2 separate regions of the Rattus norvegicus genome follow, and region 2 is linked to region 1. A link is a contact called in public Hi-C data. All regions are on one chromosome and are shown on one strand. Each heading gives the region's core, a stretch centred on a gene start, on an enhancer-like site or on the middle of the called end of the contact. The rest is flanking DNA. Distances are from core to core; before and after follow the strand shown.

Region 1 (6,727 bases), core at 232-2,731:
TAAGTCCAGGCCTTATATCCCTGAGAATTACTTTGAACTTCTGGTCTTCCAGTTTTCTCTGTCTCCAGAGTTTGAGATAATAGGTGTTTATCAGTATGCTCAGTTTTATATGTTGCTGTCATCAAGCCCAGAGTTTCATGCAACTGTGCTATTGTTGTGGTTTGCCCTGAAGTTACTGTATTTTGATGCTAATTCCACTGCCCCAAGGACAGCTGCCTAGTCTAGGACTCAGAACTCAGGTGACTTCACCAGAACCACCTCTCCATTGAATTTGTAAAGTACTGGTGAGGGGCAGGTGCAGGATAGAAGGAAGCCTGTCATTGGAGAAGGAAGGATGGGCGGGAGAGAAGTTTGAAGGAAGAGGAGGAGACTAGAGGGAGGAGGAGAGACAGGACAGAGAAGGAGAGAGGGGAGAAGTCGTGGCAGGACAAGATGGCAGGTGATGTTAAGATTCTGCTCTGTGTATTTACAGGTTGTTATTAATGTTCTCAAGGGATGGATAGTACCGGGCATTGTATGTGTAAGTGGGCAATTATATCTTACCAATTGGATCTAAGATTATTGTGTTGTGTGTTCTTTTATGTGAGGGTTTGAGTGTAGGAAAGTGTGCGGCTGGGATGTGTTTCCGCCAAGATACCTTGGGGCACCGAGGTGTAGACCCAGTGGGGTAAAAGACACCGATACTTTTTTATTTTTATATTATTACAACATGCTACTTCTCTAGCCCCCAAACACAGTTTTTTCTGAAAATGTGCTCTTAATTGTTTTGCCTGGTGTATTTTTAACCCTCAGATTACAGTCTGTGTCTGTCTGTCCCAGCTAAGCTCCATGGTTATTGTCTGTGTTCCCCCACCTTCTACTGTTGATATGACCTGTGTGGTGGTTTGAATTAGAATGTTGCCCTTAGGCTCACAGATTTGAATGCTTGGTCTTCAGGGAATGGCACTGTTTGAAAGGATTAGGAGGTGTGGCCTTGTTAGAATAGGCTTTGTTGGAGGAAGTACCACACTGGGGGTACTCTCTGAGGAGAGCCCAGGCCAGGCCCGGTGGCTCTTTCCTGCTGCCTTCAAATATAATGTAGATCTCCCAGCTACTGTGTCTGCCTGTGTATCACCACACTCTCCACCATGAGGACCATGGACTGACTAAGCCACTGAAACTGTAAGCAAGCCCCAGTTAAATGAGTTCTTTTATAAGTTGTCTCAGTCATTGTGTAACACAAATTTTCTTCTAGTTGTCTCACTCCTTCATCATATTTATATCTATGCCAGATCCCTGTACTTTATTTATACACACACACACACACACACACACACACACACACACACACACGAGAGAGAGAGAGAGAGAGAGAGAGAGAGAGAGAGAGAGAGAGAGAGAGAGCGCAAGCGCACAAGTGAGAGCGAGCACATGCGAGCCATTTTTCCTTTAGGAGCTGGCATAGACACTTTTAAAAGTTGGGCATTGTAATTTGTACTCTGTGTGGTACTGCCCTCTGCTGGCTTCTAGTTGTCATTTCTGACTAAGGCAGCCAATAGGAAAATGCATACCTCTTAACAGTCTAAATTTTCTCCAAATGCAGCTGCCTAGTAAAAGGACAAAATGATAATTATTTCTGAAGCGATTGTAAAAGTTTAATCAAGATAACAACATGGATGTGCATGGATAGCTCTTCCTCCATAAAGACAAGTGTGTCACTGCTGCCTAGGATGCAGTACATGTATACATTCATACCTACATGCATGTGTCCACATATTAATGAACTTTGGGATTTTGGAAATCAGACAGTACAGGCAATATTCAGGCTTCCTTAGGTAAACAATTACTTGAGCTCTTGTTGTTCTGCCTTTCCTTGTATTCAGAGGGTCTCAGTTCTGTAGCTGACCTGTATTGTTCTGAGAAGATAGGATTCTTGTAGAGGCATGTGCTTCCTGCCTCAGAGCCTGGCCCTGGACTTCTGTGTTTTAGGTTTTCTGGAAATGCTTATTGAGTGACTGAGTCAGTCAAGCATTTAAGGCATTTTGGGTATTGGAATCTAAAAGCCGTGGTTGGAGAAGTGGCTTCACCTTTGTTAGCAAACTTCTCCCGAGGAAGCTGGCCCTTGAGCAGTTATCCTCATTGTTGGACATTCTGTAGCAACTTTTTATCCAAGTTCAGCAGAAGACCCAAAAGCTAGTGTTTGGTGTAGTATTAGTATTGCCTACTTCCTTTGCTGGTGGAATTTCCCTGCACTGTGGTGTATGTCTTAAAAGTGTGTGAGGTGTATGTTTATGTGTCATTGCCATTAGCATCTTTCTTAATCCTGACCTGGGGTAAACCTCCTGGTGCAACCATTCTAAAAGCTTCTGTCCGAAGAGAAGCATAGGGAGCTACCATAGATAAGGTAGGCCCATCCTGCCAAAGGAAAAGGTTTAGGTAGTGACCATTACTGAGTGAAATAAACAGCCTTCTCCTCAATCTGTTGGCATGAAAATGATTCTCACTAAGTTAAAATAAGTTAAGCCTAGGATGCAGAACGAGAATTTGAATTCGAACCCAATTACCTGTCACTAACTCATACCCCTCCCCCCCCTTTTAACCTTGTAGTAGTTGTGGACAGCAGTAACCCTCAACAAGTGAGTCAGTCAGCTTTGTGACACCATTACAGAATACCTGAGATCATTAAATTAAAGGCTTTTCATTGTTTGGGGGTTCCAGTCTGCGATCTCTTGGGATCTTCAGTAAGCAGCACATTGTGGCAGGAACTTGCAGTCCCTGCCAGCAAACAAGAGAGGAGGAAAGGGTCAGCATCTCAATTCCCACTAGCAGCCTAAGCACTTCCCACAAAGCCCTTCCTCTCAAAGGTTCCATCCACACCTACCAATGAGGCCTCCCAAGTGCACCCATCTAAAATACAACAAACAGCCTTTGGGGGGCATTGATTATCCAAATGGTAGCACTGCTGTTAGTAATATGCCAAGCATAATCTGGTGTATTTTCTATACTTCTTAACCAGTTTATGGAGTTTGTATTATTTTAGGTATAAAATGAGAAAACCTAAGTCAAATGTAATTTTTTGATGGGCATAATGGCTGATGAATGTTACTAAAGTGTTTGAGCTAGCAGAGATGGCAGATGACCATACACTATACAGCATAGAGCCTTCATGAGCCTTGTAAGGACAAGTGACAATGGGGGGCGTTGTTAAAGATTGCTAAGAGAAGGTTTGAAAAGGAAAAGAGAAAAGCTGTTCGAAATAGCAGTATGGGCAGATCTTACAGTGTTAGATTTAACTAGCTGTTTCTTGCATGTCTGAGTTTATACATTGATAGGTCCAAATAGAAACAAAGTAGAAAGCAAGTCTGTGAGGTCCTCTTGTATTTGAAGCATGGGCCATAAGCCACATAGCTCTTCACAGTTATTCCCCTCCACAAGTGACACTCTTGTATTGTTCCAAGCTGAATCGAAGCAGTGGAATCATTGAAGTACACTGTGTACTTGTTTTACTGAGCCTTGATGTTTTCTAAGTTGATATTTAAGGAAACCAGCTTCTCCATTTGTTTGTTTTGTTTTAAATTGTGAAGATTTATTTATTATGTATATAATGTTCTGCCCTCATGTTTGCCAGCTTGCGAGAAGAGGGTACCAGATTTCATTATAGATGATGTCTGTCTTAGGATTTTACTGCTGTGAACAGACACCATAACCAGGGCAACTCGTATCAGAACAACATTTAATTGGGGCTGACTTACAGGTTCAGAGGTTCAGTCCATCATCATCAAAGCAGGAACTTTGCAGCACGGTGCGGGAGGAGCTGAGAGTTCTACATCTCCATCTGAATACTGGCTTCCAGGCAGCTAGGATGAGGGTTTTATAGTTCACACCCACAGTGACACACCTACTCCAACAAGGCCACACCTCCAAATAGTGCCTCTCCCTGGGCCAAGCATATACAAACCATCACGGATGGGGATTGAACTCAGGACCTCTGGAAGAATAGCCAGTGTTCTTAACCTCTGAGCCATCTCTCCGGCCCTTGTTCCTTCTGTTTTTAGCCACAACAATGTGTCATATATCCTTTCATACTGAGAGCCGGTAATGGTTTGGTTTTGTTCTAAGTAGCTCTTTGATTTGAATGATTTCTGTTGTAGTTTGGTTGGTTATTTTAATGGTGCAAATCCCGTAAGATGGATTTTCTGGAGACAAAGCCCTCTGGTGTTCATTAGAGTTTGGAACCTATATAATGCATACTAGGTGTTGAATTCTAGATATATGGTGGTGGATGGCTTTGTGTGTGCGTGTGTGTGTGTGCATGTATATGTGTGTGTGTATGTGCGTGTACATGTGTGCACGTGTGTGTGTGCATGTGTGTGCATGTGCGCTGCATGTGTGCACGTGTGTGTGTGTGTGTGTGTGTGAGAGAGAGAGAGAGACAGAGACAGAGACAGAGACACTAGCTCTAGCTCTCCTGGAACTCACTGTAAACCAGGCTGGCCTTGAACTGAGATCTTCCTGCTTCTGCCCCCGCCTCCCATGCACTAACTACCACATTGGATTTGTAGATGGCTTTTAAGGCTTTTAAGGTTGTTCCTTAATAAGATTTATTTGGATTCATAATGAAAAATGAGTTACTGTTTACAGTTTAAAAATGAACTCATTTGTTGGTGTATAAAAATAACTCTAGAGACTTAAGGACTGTCTGTAGCAGAAGTCTCTAACTTGAGGGTGCATCCGAACTACTGAGAGACCTCGTGAAAATAGATCACTTTCATTTATCTCCATAGTTTCAGTAATTCTGAATAGCCGGAATTGGCATTTCCAAATTTCCAGGTGCTGCTAATGCTCTTGGTCTAGGGACCACCATGGCCCTTGCTGTAGGAGACCTGCCACTAGATGGCATCAGAACACTTTTTAGAGCGTAGTCGTCTGCCCAGTTGACCTAGGTCTTGGTCAGAGTTTAGGTTATATAAAAGATTAATCATAGTCTTAGAACTTAACACTCTGGAGCCCGTTCTGTTCCAGATACATACAAATAAAGATGCTTTGGTTCTGTCAAGGCAGGGAAGCTGTAGGAAAATTGACACTGTAGTCTTTCACACTGCTTCTGTCTCCACGACTTCCTCTTCAATTACTTGAGTTGTGCCATTCGATTTCTCAGGAATTGCTGCAGGACTTGTTACAAACCAGAAATGCAGAAGCAGGAGAAATGGCTCACCACTTAGAGGACTGGCTGCCCTACAACCTCTGCCAGGGCTAGGGGACCCCATGCCTTCTTCTGGCCCCCAAGAGCACCAGGCACACAGGTTTTGCATATACATAGAAACAAACAAATGTTTTATGCCACACATATAAAACACCAAAAAAGAAATCTTTAAAAATGTGATTCTTTTAAAATATATGAAAACAAATGTACATCTCATGTGAATCATAAAACAAGTGGCATTTTTTTCTCAACTAGTGCGTTTTGATTTGTTAACTTCTATAATCACTTTAAAATATTTGTTCACATACATATTCATAATTTTGTCCTTTCTCCAGTTCCATTTGGAACAGTGTAGAAGGTTAAAGGTGTGAAAAACACTGCCTGTTGGCATCTCTAGATACAACGTTGAGCAGTTCCCTTCTAAAGGGCTCTTGGAAAACTGTTTTAGATTGCTCTTTGCCTCCCCGCCTCTTTCTTACCTTGGAGTCTCTTTCACTCCATACATTTCCAGATGTCTCAACACCTCCAGATGTTCTTCTACCCACTGTACTGGCCTAACTGTAAGAGCCAGCATCGTTTTTGCATGGTGGTTATGTGTAAAGTTACTTGGCTTGCCCTGTTCTGTGTGCTAAACCCTCCTGTTCACATTAGCATTTCTCATTTTGGTGTAAGTTTCTGTTTTTTTTTAAAAAACAGATTATGTATAGTGCCTAAATACTGTTTAGATTTTTCTAGGCCTTTGACAGTGCCTTTGCTATCGATTCTTTTTTTTTTTTTTTTTTTTTTGGTTCTTTTTTTCGGAGTTGGGGACCGAACCCAGGGCCTTGCGATTCCTAGGCAAGCACTCTACCACTGAGCTAAATCCCCAACCCCGATTCTTTTGTTTTATTTCTAATTTTTCTTGGCCATTGGAGCTGAGCCTTCTATTAGATTTCAGTGATCAAACTGGGGATGAAAAGGACTAAAACAGAAAAAGCTAGCTAAGAGTCTCTCAGTCAGATTAAAAAGCCAGGCCAGCATCACATCGTGTCTCTGGCCATTGGCAAGGACTGATGCTTGCTGAATGCTATGCAGAGATGACAACGGAGGCAGAAGTAGAAAAACATTAGGAGCCTTTGGTGAAACACTATAGTCCTCTTTTAATGACATAAAATTTTAATGTCTTGTGGTCAGAGGAAAGGAGCTTTTATGAGGATGACACATAACAGTTGAAAGCAGTTTGATTCTTCTAGAGATCATTATGCAAACTGTTCTTTCCCTGTTTCTGTAGTCACAGATGAAGTTACGTATTCATGCTGTATATTTCTGTACCATTACTTATATGCAGAAGTGCAGTCTGATAAAACTGTACTGTTTGCCACATGTGTAATTTGAAATTTTCTACTGTCTCTCTTTCATAAAGTATGGAGGAGGGAGAGATTTGTAATGTTTTATTTAACCTAGTTAGTGTATCTGAAACTATTTTCCAAGGCCAGAGAGATAGCTGATAGCTCTGTGGTTAAGAGGATTGGTTGCTTTTTCAGAAGACCTAGGTTCAATTCCCAG
Region 2 (6,863 bases), core at 1,722-4,221, 410 kb after region 1:
GGAAGGAAGACCTTTAACCTTTGCAAGCATAGTCTTTCCCTACCTCCTTATCCCAATAGAACTAAGAAAACTCACTTTGCTGGCTTGTGGAGAGGTTAAATGTGGTAACTCTCTTGGTACTAAGTAGGTCCTAGGTATTAATTTCTAGTGATTAACTTTTGACTTGGTGGTTCCTAGTTTTAGCTCCAAATCAGAATGGTCCTTCTTTGCAGGAGACTTTCCTGGAAGACCCCTGGAAATTTTGGTCACTGCACCTGGGTTGGGTTCAAGGCACCTGACTTGCCAGAAAGGTTTCTCTGATGGTTCTTATATCAGAGGGGCTTAATGTTGGTCAAACTGAATGTGTGGCTGAATATAAAAAAACTATAAAAGTCATTATGTCTTTGGTTTTAAGGTCCAGGGAAGGGACAGTAAATGCCCTTGAGTACAATGACCAGTGTTTTCTTTAGGGAAAACAATTGAGTTCACACTGTAGCTAGGTGACCCATGAAGGCTGGTAGAGAGAAGTCAGTCACCTGGCCTCCAGTGTCTCTGTGATCCAATTAAGCTGTCACATCTGAGCTTCACCTTACTGCTTCTTCTGGGGGAAAGAGTGGGGCAGGTGTCCTCAGTACAGACGTTCCGAATTGGAAGTACAGATCTGGTAGATGGAAGAATCTGGAAGCCTCCATGAAAAACGTCCAGTGGGGTCTCAAGAGGTGTTCCTCTATCTTTTGGTAATTTTATATTTCAACTTTATGAAGAATTAGGGCAGGAAATAAAAGTTTATTACCATTTTCAGCTGCTGCCAATATCTGAGAGACCCCAAGGAATTTCTGTGAAAATGTGGGAGCCAGCCGAGCCTTCTTTCTGGAAACCAACAGCCCTTGAAAGGGTTCCATGAAGGCCCAGAATCAATGACGCAGATGGAGTTTAGGATTAGAACTTGAGTGCAGGCCAAACCCTGTCAGGTCCTTGCTGGGCAACTGAGGACCAGCCCTAGAGTCCACATAGAGAGTATGAGATATGAACTGGTAACATTTTTTTTTTCCTCAGAGGTGGTGCATTATCTGGGGAAAGAATGTGAGGAATCTGTCCCATGCTTGAGAGCAGTAAATGGCTAATGGCAGAATCTTGAAAGGTCCATATCCACATGAATATGGGAGTTAGGGGTCCTGCAGCTGCTGAGTCTGTGTGTATGAGGCCTATGACCTCACATATGGAAGAGGCCACAGGAAAGTGGGGTACGGGGGCCGAACATAAATTGGGGCATCTTCTCATACACAATTGTCTTCAGTGTTCACACAATCCTCAAAGACCTCATCATGTCTGTGTTTGACCTTTGAGGAAGCCATCTATTTCATAGATGAGGCCAGGCAGGCAAAAGCTCTTAGTTGCATAGCAATCTGTTGGTACCAGAATTTGAACCCACGTTCATTTAACTCAGTTTTCTACCCTCATTACTCCAGTTGCTTGTACAGCGGCTGACAGGACGTAGTTGGGTTTCTTCAGATTCTCACTGGAGTGGCTGTCTAGATAGTCCTTGCAGTAAAGCAGATACCATTCCCATTCCTTTCCTGGGAACAGGCCACTCATAGTATTTGGTTAGGAAAGGGAGTTGTATATGCCAGTGTCAAAGACACCAAGGTATGGCCTACTGTCACCACAGGTGAGAGATAGGGTCTGTTTTAGTTAGGATTTTACTGCTGTGAAAAGACATCATGATCAAGGCATCTCTTACAGAGGATAACATTTTATTTGTGCTGGCTTACAGGTTCAGAGGTTCAGTCCATTATCATGGCAGGAAGCATGGCAGTGTCCAGGCTGGCATGGCGCAGGAGAAGCTGAGAGTTCTGTATCTTGTCAAACAAGAGAAACTGACTCCCATGTGGCTAGGAGAAGGGTCTCAAAACCCACACCTACAGTGACACATTTTCTCCAACAAGGCCACACCTACTCCAACAAGGCCACACCTCCTAGTAGTGCCCTTCCCTGGGCCAAGCATATATAAACCATCACAGAGTACTCCTGAGGATCCCAAGCAGAGCTATACATTGTCTTTGCCAGCTGAGCCTGGAGTGATGGCCCCACACAGATGATCAGTATAATAACTGACCAGGAAGAGCACACAGGCCCCGACGTCTCTAAACCTGGGAGACCTGCAGGATTGTGCAAGAGCGACCTCTACTTGGGCCCAGAAAACAAGACAAACAGCTTCTTTTCCATGCACTGTGACTGACTCATTTTCTAAGAAGCCCAGCCATTTTTTGGGTGGTTTGGAAACCAATCCAGGACTGAGTGAAGCAAGGAAGACACAGAGCAGACGGCAGCATCATTGACCCCCACTTTACTCTCCATATAAAGCACAGAACTCAGCCCCTGAGCCTGGGGATGGGACCATCATAAGACCCCCCCCCCCTTCTTCATTCCAATGTACTTGTCTGCCCAGACCCCCAGAGGTCACACTTATAGACGAGCCTTAATCAGGACATTCTAATCTGCCCAAGCCTTAGTTTGAGTCATGAATTATTAAGGAGATTCAATAGAAGAGAGAAAGGACTTGCCTGCCACTGGGATGCTTGAGTCTAAACCATATAGCCCTGTGTTCTACCATTATTTGGAAAGACGGGGTCCTTCGGAGTTTAGAAGGACTGTCCATAAAGTAGAGCTCTTTTGAGTTGTTGCTGTGAGAACTGCGTAAGAGAATACTTCTGCCCCTGCCACCCATCACACACCTAGCAAAAGTATTAGCTGCCTTCTCCTTCCTGGCTCATTCCCTCATGAGTGCCAAGAAGAGATATTTGGATCTGAAGATATCAAATTATTTCAAGCACAAATCTTTTCCAGGTTCCTGTTTTAGAAACTGGGATCAGAAAACACAGCCTCTCAGGTTGTTATGAGACTGACCGAGTCGACATGAGTACTGTGCCAGCCCAGCTCCGGAAGTTCTCAGCTTTGTGGCTGGTTATAAATAGTTCTTCTCTGTGTGGGTGATGCCTCCTTGGCTGGTGCTGTGTGTGCTGTGTGGTCAAGGCTGAACTGACTCACCCTGGAGTGACAGATCTAGGTAGTGACACCCAAGGTAGCTGGGTAGAAATAGCCGGGCTCTTTATTAAAACCAAGAGACAGATTGGATGTTCTTGTGACAGGTGCCTTGGGGCTTTGATAGGCCCAGAGAAGGAGAGGGGAGATGCTTGTGGCTACCAAGTCATAGGAAAATGGGATGCCCCTACAATTTTCCTAGACAAAGAAACTTGTAGGGTGTGCTGTTTCTTTTATGAGGACATAGATAAATGGCAGCTGGGAAGATACTCCTCCTTCTTGTGGGGACAAGGGGACTGGGCCGGGCATCCTAGAGCCTGTTTCTGGCCAAGTCAGACAATATTTGATTTCTTCCCAGGAAGTAGAGAAGATGGGTGAGCCTCAAGCCCAGTGTACCTTCTATAACTGTATTCTTTACAAAATTCTACAAGTGTGTGTGTGTGTGTGTGTGTGTGTGTGTGTGTGTGTGTGTGTGTGTATCTGGGGCTGGGAGCTGGGATGGGCACACAGCCCACTGGATGTTCAGGAAGAGAGAGGTTCAAAGAAAGCTTGTGAAGGAGGCCACATTTGAACAGAATTGTAGGCAGAAATCAGGGGATAAAACAAGCATCTCACTTCTCTAACTCCCCCTCATTCTTTGATCTCTACCAACAGATTCCCACACAGTATGAACCTACTTTCATTGAGGTCATCATTGACCTTCTTATGGTAAATCCAAAGCTCCCCTTTAAACTAAAGGGAATGTCCACTTGATTTGAAGTTCACTTTTCTCTTGACTCCTGTTCTTTTCCTGCCTCTCTAGCTGTCTTTTTCCCATTTCCATTGTGACTTTATCTGTTCTATCTCCCTAACTATTTACCTTCCATCTATCCATCTCTCCTCCATCTTTACAACAAAGAGACTTTAATGGAAGCAATGTTTACAGAGTGTGGAAGTTCCACAAGGTGGGACTAACACCACGGAACCATCAGTAGCTTTGGGCCTGAAGACTGACTGTTTACTAGACTCCAGAAATTTGAGGCTAGGGAAAGTAGCTTGGTGGTAGAATGCTTACCTAGCATGTACAAGGCCCTGGGTTCAATTCCTGGTACCGTGGAAATAAAAACGAAGGAACAAACTTCTAGAAAGTGAAGCTGTGAGGGGCTTCCTGTCAGGGGCTGAGCCTTTGGCAGAGGAACGAAACTACCTAGGGGGCAGCCTCCTTCCTTGACTTTCCTCCTCATCCCTTCTGAGGTTCCCAACATCATAAATGTGGGCTGCCTCTAAGCTAGAGCCCTCCTCTGATTATACACCCTTATCCCAGAGACTCTTTCTTACGGCAGTGGCAATGTAGCCCATTTTCTTCTCTTCCAGCAACTGGAGTTGACCTGCCTTCTTCCTGGGCATCTCTGTTTTTCAGACACCATCAACTCAGGCAGTCCACAGGTCATCATGCCTTCCCCTCATGCTGTCCCTTTCCTGTCTTCCTTTCTACTGTGGCTACCTTGTCCTTTGTCATGGATGATGTCTTATCAAGAATCATCTAACCTCTTCCAGCAACACTCTTGTCTCTGCTGGTAGGGGAACCATCAGGGTTCTTTCTAAAAGATCACCTCTAACATCACTTTACTCCTACAAGTTTTTCTACTCAGCTCGTTACATCCCAGATGATGACCTTGGCCTGGTGCTATCTCTGCTCACCTCTGTTCACCTCCTCCCCTGTTTCCATTCCCCCTCCTTGGCACCTGTGTACCCTTTACTCAGCTGGGTCATTAGCAGATCTCCCAGATGCTTACAGGTTCATGCTCTTGTGCCTTCTCACAGACCGGAACTTCCTCCCTTCACCTCCCACAGCAAAGGCCTCAGCCCTTCCTCATCCCATTGCACTCCTCCTTTCTGGAAAGCACTCCCACAGCCCATGCTCAACAGGGGTTGCCTAGAGCCCAGGATCTTCATCTCTTCCTTTCTTTAGTTATCTAGGTAAGTTCTCTGACCACCCCTTGCATTTGGGACCCAGCATTGGCTCTGTGTTTGCTGAGAGCAGGAACATGTGGAGCCTCTACATTACAAGGACAAGCATGGTGTGGTGCCTTTCTCTAGGCCCTCAGTTGAGTTTTCAATTTCTCTAAAATTTCGCCTCCCTCTTCTATCAACCTCACCTCCTAGGGCCCACTTCCCACTTCCGGTTCTAGCAACACTCATCTGGCCTGGCACAGACACATCCCACTCTTTCAAGCACCAATTATCCTGTGCTCATGACTGATTCCTCCACTCCCCACCCCCCACTTCAATGGGGAGTGCCTCCTTGCTCTTCAAGGCCTGTGTCTGCAAGCTGGTTTCTGACAGGAATGATGCCTTGTCCCTGTGGATCCTTAGGAAAGCTTGTCACCTCATGCCGGATGTGCTGTAGGATGGGGGGATGTGTATGATTAAGTTAACCAAAGTTTAATGCAATGCAATACAGTCTTCTCTGTAATATGTAATATTATATATGCTTCACTGCTTCACGCATATCAGCTGGTTTGATTTGTGCAACAATGCTATAAAGAAAATACTGTTATTGTTCCCATCTTATGGTTTATAACACTGAAGCACAGCATGTTACTCACTTTTGTCACTGTGATGAATTACTTAATAAGAAGCAGCATAAGAATTGGAGGGTTCCTTACGGTGGGAAGGCATAGTGGTGGGAGAATTCCCAAGGTGTTTGCTTACATCTCCGAGTACCAGGGAGCAGAGATGGGACAGGAAGTGGAGCCCGACTATAAACAGAGGCATATGTCCTCCAGCTAGGCTCCACCTCCCCAAAGTTCCATACCTTCTTCCAACAGAGCCACCAACAAGAACCAATTGTTTAAACATGTCTGAGGAGGTGGGGCATTTGTCACTCAAACCCTAACTTATGCAGAAGTTAGTTAAACTGTCCAAAGCTACATGGCTAGAACATTCCACAGATAGGATTTGAACCTAAGTAATCTGGTTTTGCCATGGGAACCTAAAACTGGGACTTAGACAGAGGGGTTTTGATTATCTCACTGTGGAGGGTGACCTTGACTTTGCAGACCTGGTAAGCTGTAGAAGGCCTTCAAGTTCTCGTAGTGGGTAGTCTTCAGGTGGCTTTGGATTGTACTGTGTACACAGGAGAAGCTGTGGGATTGGGGTAGGGACCACTCCCTGGGTCCTAGTAGTAGAAGGGTGGTTTCCTCTTTTATCAAATTTGTGAGTAGGAGAAGACAATCAGTTGTTTGGCATTTTCCTCCCTTTCCTGGAAGTGCCAATGCTGGGTGAAGAGAAGCTTTAAGAAGCTCTGTGGGTGGCTAGAAACATCTGGCATGGGGTTTGCTAAGCAACTCCAGAGATCTGCCTTCTGGAGAAGCCTGAGAACTGGCCTGGCCTTCTTTGCCAGTAAAGGACATGGCTTCCTTAAAACACTTGTATCCTGTGCCTTCCAGTCTTCTCCTGGTTGGCCTTGAGTGGTGAGTGTGAACACTTAGAATATTATCAAAGCCAGACAGTATTTGCTATGGGCTCTCTCTGTGGACCCTGGGACCAGCCACTAGACACTTTGACTTGGCATTTTGGATATTCCCAACCTGATCTTTAATGAGTCTAATTTACTGTGTGGATGACCATGAGAACAGAAGGAAGGAGGGAAGTTGAGATGTATTGTAGGCTGAATTTATGAATTTCAAATAATCTATTGAAGTCAGAATCCCCATGGCCTCAGAATGTACCCGTATGGGGGAATGGGCCCCTTGAAGAAGTATGTAATATTTACTGATGCCATTGGGGTCATAATGCTTACTGAGATCATTGGGGGGAATATTAATCTGAGAACTGGGTCTTCAGCAAAAGAGGGAACT

The links. Hi-C and Micro-C count contacts between places; a contact is called where the count stands out from the background.
Region 2: a contact with region 1 is called in a Hi-C map of the A7r5 cell line, with 4 times the contacts expected there. The contact joins two enhancer-like sites. A contact is called at or near these places in 3 of 12 Hi-C or Micro-C datasets (the A7r5 cell line, the Rat2 cell line and liver).

The regions. Positions count from the first base shown.
Region 1 is chr7:92,832,735-92,839,461 of GRCr8, forward strand. The region is part of intron 2 of Nsmce2 (NSE2/MMS21 homolog, SMC5-SMC6 complex SUMO ligase); the gene reads left to right. Among named protein-coding and RNA genes, the nearest start is that of Nsmce2, 10 kb to the left of the region's middle. Within about 2 kb of position 1,482, at least 6 of the 93 cell types and tissues checked have an H3K27ac peak or open chromatin away from gene starts, as enhancers often do. A contact at or near this core is called in the A7r5 cell line, where this site is marked.
Region 2 is chr7:93,239,295-93,246,157 of GRCr8, forward strand. It overlaps LOC120093663 (a long non-coding RNA gene), which reads left to right. Exons shown (of 4, transcript XR_010053834.1): 4 at 1,754-6,863. Among named protein-coding and RNA genes, the nearest start is that of Trib1, 150 kb to the left of the region's middle. Within about 2 kb of position 2,972, at least 37 of the 93 cell types and tissues checked have an H3K27ac peak or open chromatin away from gene starts, as enhancers often do. A contact at or near this core is called in the A7r5 cell line, where this site is marked.